2 separate regions of the Hordeum vulgare genome follow, and region 1 is linked to region 2. Evidence: chromatin contacts called from public Hi-C data. All regions are on one chromosome and are shown on one strand. Each heading gives the region's core, a stretch centred on a gene start, on an enhancer-like site or on the middle of the called end of the contact. The rest is flanking DNA. Distances are from core to core; before and after follow the strand shown. Region 1 holds the start of LOC123408345 (general transcription and DNA repair factor IIH subunit TFB1-1-like). Region 2 holds the start of LOC123408803 (pentatricopeptide repeat-containing protein At4g16835, mitochondrial).

Region 1 (2,700 bases), core at 193-2,692, 590 kb after region 2:
CAATTCAATAGTTTCCTAACACATCAGGACAAGGAAACTAACACATCAGAACAATGACAGTACTTCAATTGTGTACAACACTCAGTGCTATGGTTATAGAAACCAGCGCTGCATATGGACAAAGGATAAGTACCTTTGATGGTTTGAAAATCGACACTGAGCTTCATTAGTGAGCGTGGATCATTAGGGGTAAATGTGAACTTATCTTCACTCTGCAGTTACAAGAACAAAGAAATAATATGAGTTAGATCAAAGAAGCCCATTATAATGACTTGCAAGCAGCTGTAAGAAAGGAATGAACGATTCACACCAGCTGAAACATACAGAGATGACTATTCAAAAGTAATACCCACTAAGTCAAAGAAGCATTGCGCCTTGCTGCATCAGCACCAAGTATGAGAATACTAGGAACATCATATATAAACAATGCAATCACGGACCAAACAACTGCCCCAAGCGGAGTTTTTTATACTAGCCTGTGTTTAGCCCCCAATTTCATTATACAAACTGGATGTTCTTGCTCGGGGCACAAATTGGCTCCCACTAAAGGCAAACGAGGCACCGGGTTTGACACACAATCCTTTTGCTCCAACCGCAATGCTAACTTACGGCGGATCAAAGTTACTCTGTTCCTCGACTAAACCGAAGGTTGGATGCGGTACACATACAACAATGAGGAAAACACAGGCACACGCACTCGTCCGACCTAAGCGGCAGCATCCTTCAATCTGTTCCGTTTTGCGTCCAACCAGAGACCTGCTCGGGATCAACCAGTTGGGTACCTCAACACCGATAAACCCCCTGCCGAGCAACCCACCCCGACAACCGAGCAGCAAAAGCAACGCCAGCGCAAGCCAACCAACAGAACCAAGACCAATACAAGGTGCCTGAATTAAAGGGGGTCTCGGATGGGGTGGGGATGAGGACGGAGACGGCGAGTGAGGATGTGACCCACCATGCGGAGGACGCCGCCGGTGCCGCGGTCCTTGAGCGTGGCCTTGTACTTGGCACCGATTGTCATGGTCCCCATCGCCTCCTCCTCCTCCTCCTCCTCGCTCTCAACGGCGCAGGGAGAGGGCGAGGCAACTAGCTAGACAGGGGTTCGCTGTCAGGACCTAGTTACGATCTGAACGAATTCGAGGAAGTGACACTCGGCTGGTCGCCTCGCCTCGCCTCGCCGGCGCCAGTGCCGGTGCCGATGGGGTCGGTGTCAATGTCGAGTTCGAAGGAGGGCTTCGCGCGTGCAGTCGGAGGCTGGAGTCATTCAAGGGGTGGAACACGAGACGCTACGGGGAGCTGGGCCTCCGGCACAGGGAGAGAGTTAGGCGGCGGCAGCGTAAGGAGATGCTGATGGGAGGCGGCGGTGCGCGTCGGTCTGAGGACGGCGAGGGGAAAAGGAGGCCCAGCGAACGTGTAGGTAGGCGATGGCACTAGTCCGTAAATAAGAGTAGGCCGCGTGAGGGAAATGTAAGAGATTATACTCTCTTCGTTTTTATTCACTCGCATATTAGAAGGAAAACTCTTACCTCCCACCGGTTGATCCGTGCGATTCATTCATCGTTCATTCATCCATTGATTTGTCTTGATCTGATGGATAAGACCGTGCTCGTGCCCAACGAAGCAGCGACCTAGTCGCAAACCGTTTTCTGAAACTGGATCCTTGTTTCAGAAACGGTCCTGAAGTTGGGGCTCCACGCCGCGCCTTCGCATCAGCCCCGTCGACCTCGTCCGTCGTTTGGCTGGTGCCATGCAACCCTCGCGCGGAGCTGTTGTCGTTGCCATGGTCGCCTGAAGCTCCACCTCGTCACTGCACCGAGTCCCTGCTGACGCCCAGATCCACCCCGGCAACCGTCGCACGGTCTCGTCATGTGCCGTCGTCCGACCTCTTTCCCCGGCCTGCTCCCGGCCCCGTCGGCGAGCTCTCGTGACCAAGGGGCCAGCTACCTCGCCTCCCGTCGCCCCCGCGCCGTCGGAGCGTCGCCGCATCCCTGCCCGCTTGCGGCTCCGCTACAGCCCCAATGTCCCGATGCCAGCCGGCCCTCCCCCTTCCCCCACTCACCCCGCACCGTCGGCCGCTCGCCCCCGACGTCGGCCGGCCCTCCGCATGCGGCAAGCTGCACCACGAAGGGTTGTAAATTTTTCTGCAACCTGATCTTTGTTGCAGAAGTATTTTTGCAACAAGACTTTTGTTGTAAATTTTTCTTCAACAATAGTACGTATGTTTGCAGAAAGACGAAGGAAAAAAGAATTCTGCAACATAACAATTGTTTCTCGAACTCGACCGTTGTTTCAGGAATTAATGGGTCCAAAGTTTATTTTTTGCAACAAATCGATTGTTTCTGCAACTCGACCGTCGTTTCAGGAATTACTGGGTGCCCGACCGAAGCCCCACGCGCGGATCGAATGGCCAACCGTGTAGATCGGACGGTCGTCCAGGTGGCGAATGTTTATTAAACATCCACCGGTGGACGTGTAGCAGCCCCCATATTAGAAAGCCAAAATGTATAAAGTTTAATCAAATATATAAACATTCTTCACCATGGATGATCAATAGGATTATTTACTCCTTTTATTTCAACATCAATGCATCATAATTTACATTCCATAAATTTTTGTTTTATTTTATAAATAAAAAATATTGTAAAAAATTACTATAATCATCATAAAAAGTATTTTATGTCACATAAAATTATAAACATA
Region 2 (2,700 bases), core at 201-2,700:
ATCAGCTTTCCAGCAGCAAACTCAGCAAACTCCAAGTTTTTATAAACTCTACAAGCAGCCAATAGAGTGCCATAGGCAGAAGGATGTGGCTCAAAAGGCATAGAGCTAATCAAGCACACAGCTCTTTCAAGCAAACCGGCTCGGCACAGGAGATCCACCATGCAAGAGTAATGATCAGCCCGGGGCTCGACTCCATAGATTTCCTGCATTGTCTCAAAACACTGTATTCCAAAATCACAAAATCCAGTGTGGATACAAGCAGTCAGCACTACCACAAAAGTAATCCAATTAGGCTTAACACCTAGAGCCTTCATCTTTTCAAACAATTTGATAGCTTCCTGCCCATGGCCATGCTGTGCATATCCTGAAATCATTGCATTCCATGCAATTACATCCCTTGTACGCATCTCACCGAACAGCTTGCACGCTCCCTCCAAGTCGCCGCACTTGCAGTACATGCTCACGAGCGACGTGCCAACGGTTATTCTCCGACTCAGCGGCAACTTGGTGCACCACTGATGTACCTGCCTCCCAAATCCCAGCGCAGACAGGTTGCTGCATCCAAGGAGCACGCTACTTAACGTTGACTCGTTCGGCCGAACATCGGCATCCCTGACTATCGTCTTGAACACCTTCAAAGCGTCATCCGCGCGTGAGTTTTTGACGTAGCCAGCAACCATGGCATTCCAGGAAACCAAGTTCCTCACCGGCATTCCTTGGAAGAACTCCGTTGCCTTGTCCACATGGCCAGCATCCATGTACCCTGACACCATGGCTGTCCAAAGGACGGGGTCCTCCTTGTGGGGCGCGTCCCTAAAGCAGTCCTCGGCCATGCCCATGTCCCCAGCGGAGGCAAACCCGGAAACCATGGCGTTCCAGGAGACGGAGTTCCTCGCAGGCATGGCCAGGAACAAGGCACTGGCCTCGTCCACGGCCCCGTTCCGGGACAGCCCGGACACCATGGTGTTCCAGGACGCGACGTCCCTGCCCGGCATCGCGGAGAAGAGCTCCCGGGCGCCGCGGACGTCGCCGGCGGCGAAGTGGCAGGAGAGGAGCGTGTTGTAGGAGACGACGTCGGGGTGCGGGATTCGGCCGAACAGGTGGCGCGCGCCCGTGAGGCGGCCGCCGGGCGCCCTCGCGTAGCCCGCGAGGAGGCGGTTGTAGTCGGCCGTGGTCTTGCGGGGGGTGGCCGCGATGGTCTCCGCGGCGCCGGCGAGGTCGCCACGCCAGACGGCTGCCGTGGTGAGGGAGCGGGCACGGACACCGAGACGAAGTCGGCGCCCGATCATCTGTGTTGCACCCGGACAGGCATGTGGGACGCGACTAGTAGAGTGGGAGGCGGGGAGCAGCTGCAGGCGAAAGCGGGCACCGCCTGCCTACTTGTGGTGAAATTGTTTTGCGCCATCCCACACCCTCACCCCTCTCTGCGCTGTTCCCTTCCCCTTTACCTTTGGTTAAGTAATAATTTAAATCGGGCGACCAGCCGAAGCTAGCATCGACCTCTCACTCGCACAAGTAACCTTTACACATCTCATAGCGAATAACGGGCACTGGGGACTATAAACACGCCCGTGTAGATGCAATGACTGGCATTGTGAAGCGGCGCACCCGATGCTGCAACCATGGGCGGATGAGCTGCAACCACAGCTGGGGGCGGGACAGCGCAACGGGCGCTCGGAATGCGATCGGCACCTATACGAAAAACCAAATGTGCCAAATAAATTCTCACATGGACAAACAAAAGCATTGAAATTTTGAGGCTAAACCACGTCTTCCAACTTCAGAGCACAAGTGCTCCACTTTTTTTTTTTTTTTTTGTGCGGGGGAGAGCACAGGTGCTTCTCGCAACAGCAAAAAGGCTGGTCGCGTTCATGCCAGCTGCCAACAGCCCAACAAGGAAAAAAAACACTCATGGAAGACAATAAAACGATCCAATGCAGAAAAAAGAAGCAATCATAATAAGGAAGAAAAACGATTCATTGCGACCATTGTCTGGCAACTCCGAATGGAATAAAAGGGGAGATACATCACTGCTCTCAGACTGATTGAGCAGCACATAGCTTGCAGGTTCACCAACATTATTACAAGGGCACAGTCGCGAAGTCTTCTCCGATCCCCAAAATGAAAACCTTAGCTTGTTCGAGTAGCAGGAATGTAGTAGGATACATTTATCACCTCTTACGTTTCGCCTTCCACTGCTTGAGGATATGCTCCACCACTTCTCCCATGCTAGCCTTCCTGTTCTCTTTGTTGTTCCACAGCTCTGAGACCACGTAGCTGCCGCTGGCATTGTACTCGTTCATCTCCACCAGCGCGGTGGTCACAGCCTTGTAAACCTCTTCGCCCAGCTCCTCCTTCAACCCCACCAGCTTCTCGTCGCCTCCGTCGATGATTTGCTGGGGACACATCACATCGTGTTAGCGTTGATCATTGCACCATGTACGTACTTGTCAGCAAGTGTTTGTTTAAGACAAGAAGGCACAAGATAAGAATCACTCAATTGATCGTTCGTACCTCAGACTTTTCACCTGTAGTCACTATCTTAAAAGGGTGCCAATTGGCATCCCTCATATTGTCTTGCCACATGGAGCATAATTCAAGAGCTTTTGTGTCCGCCTCCACGCCATACTTTGGCTTGCAAGCTTCAACAAACGGCTTCTCGTCCACCTGACCCATCCTCTTGATTCCAATGTTGCTACG

The links. Hi-C and Micro-C count contacts between places; a contact is called where the count stands out from the background.
Region 1: a contact with region 2 is called in a Hi-C map of leaf, with 3 times the contacts expected there. The contact joins the promoter of LOC123408345 here to the promoter of LOC123408803 in region 2. A contact is called at or near these places in 4 of 6 Hi-C or Micro-C datasets (leaf and seedling) and 1 of 1 datasets of contacts at active chromatin or transcription factors (embryo).

What each region holds. Positions count from the first base shown.
Region 1 is chr7H:387,392,776-387,395,475 of MorexV3_pseudomolecules_assembly, forward strand. LOC123408345 (general transcription and DNA repair factor IIH subunit TFB1-1-like) reads right to left here and starts at 1,443. Exons shown (of 20, transcript XM_045101469.1): 1 at 956-1,443; 2 at 134-212. The coding sequence starts at 1,030.
Region 2 is chr7H:386,798,333-386,801,032 of MorexV3_pseudomolecules_assembly, forward strand. It overlaps LOC123408803 (pentatricopeptide repeat-containing protein At4g16835, mitochondrial), which reads right to left and starts at 1,451. Exons shown (of 1, transcript XM_045101848.1): 1 at 1-1,451. The coding sequence starts at 1,289. LOC123412222 (factor of DNA methylation 1-like) reads right to left here. Exons shown (of 8, transcript XM_045105163.1): 7 at 2,515-2,700; 8 at 1,960-2,396. The coding sequence ends at 2,172.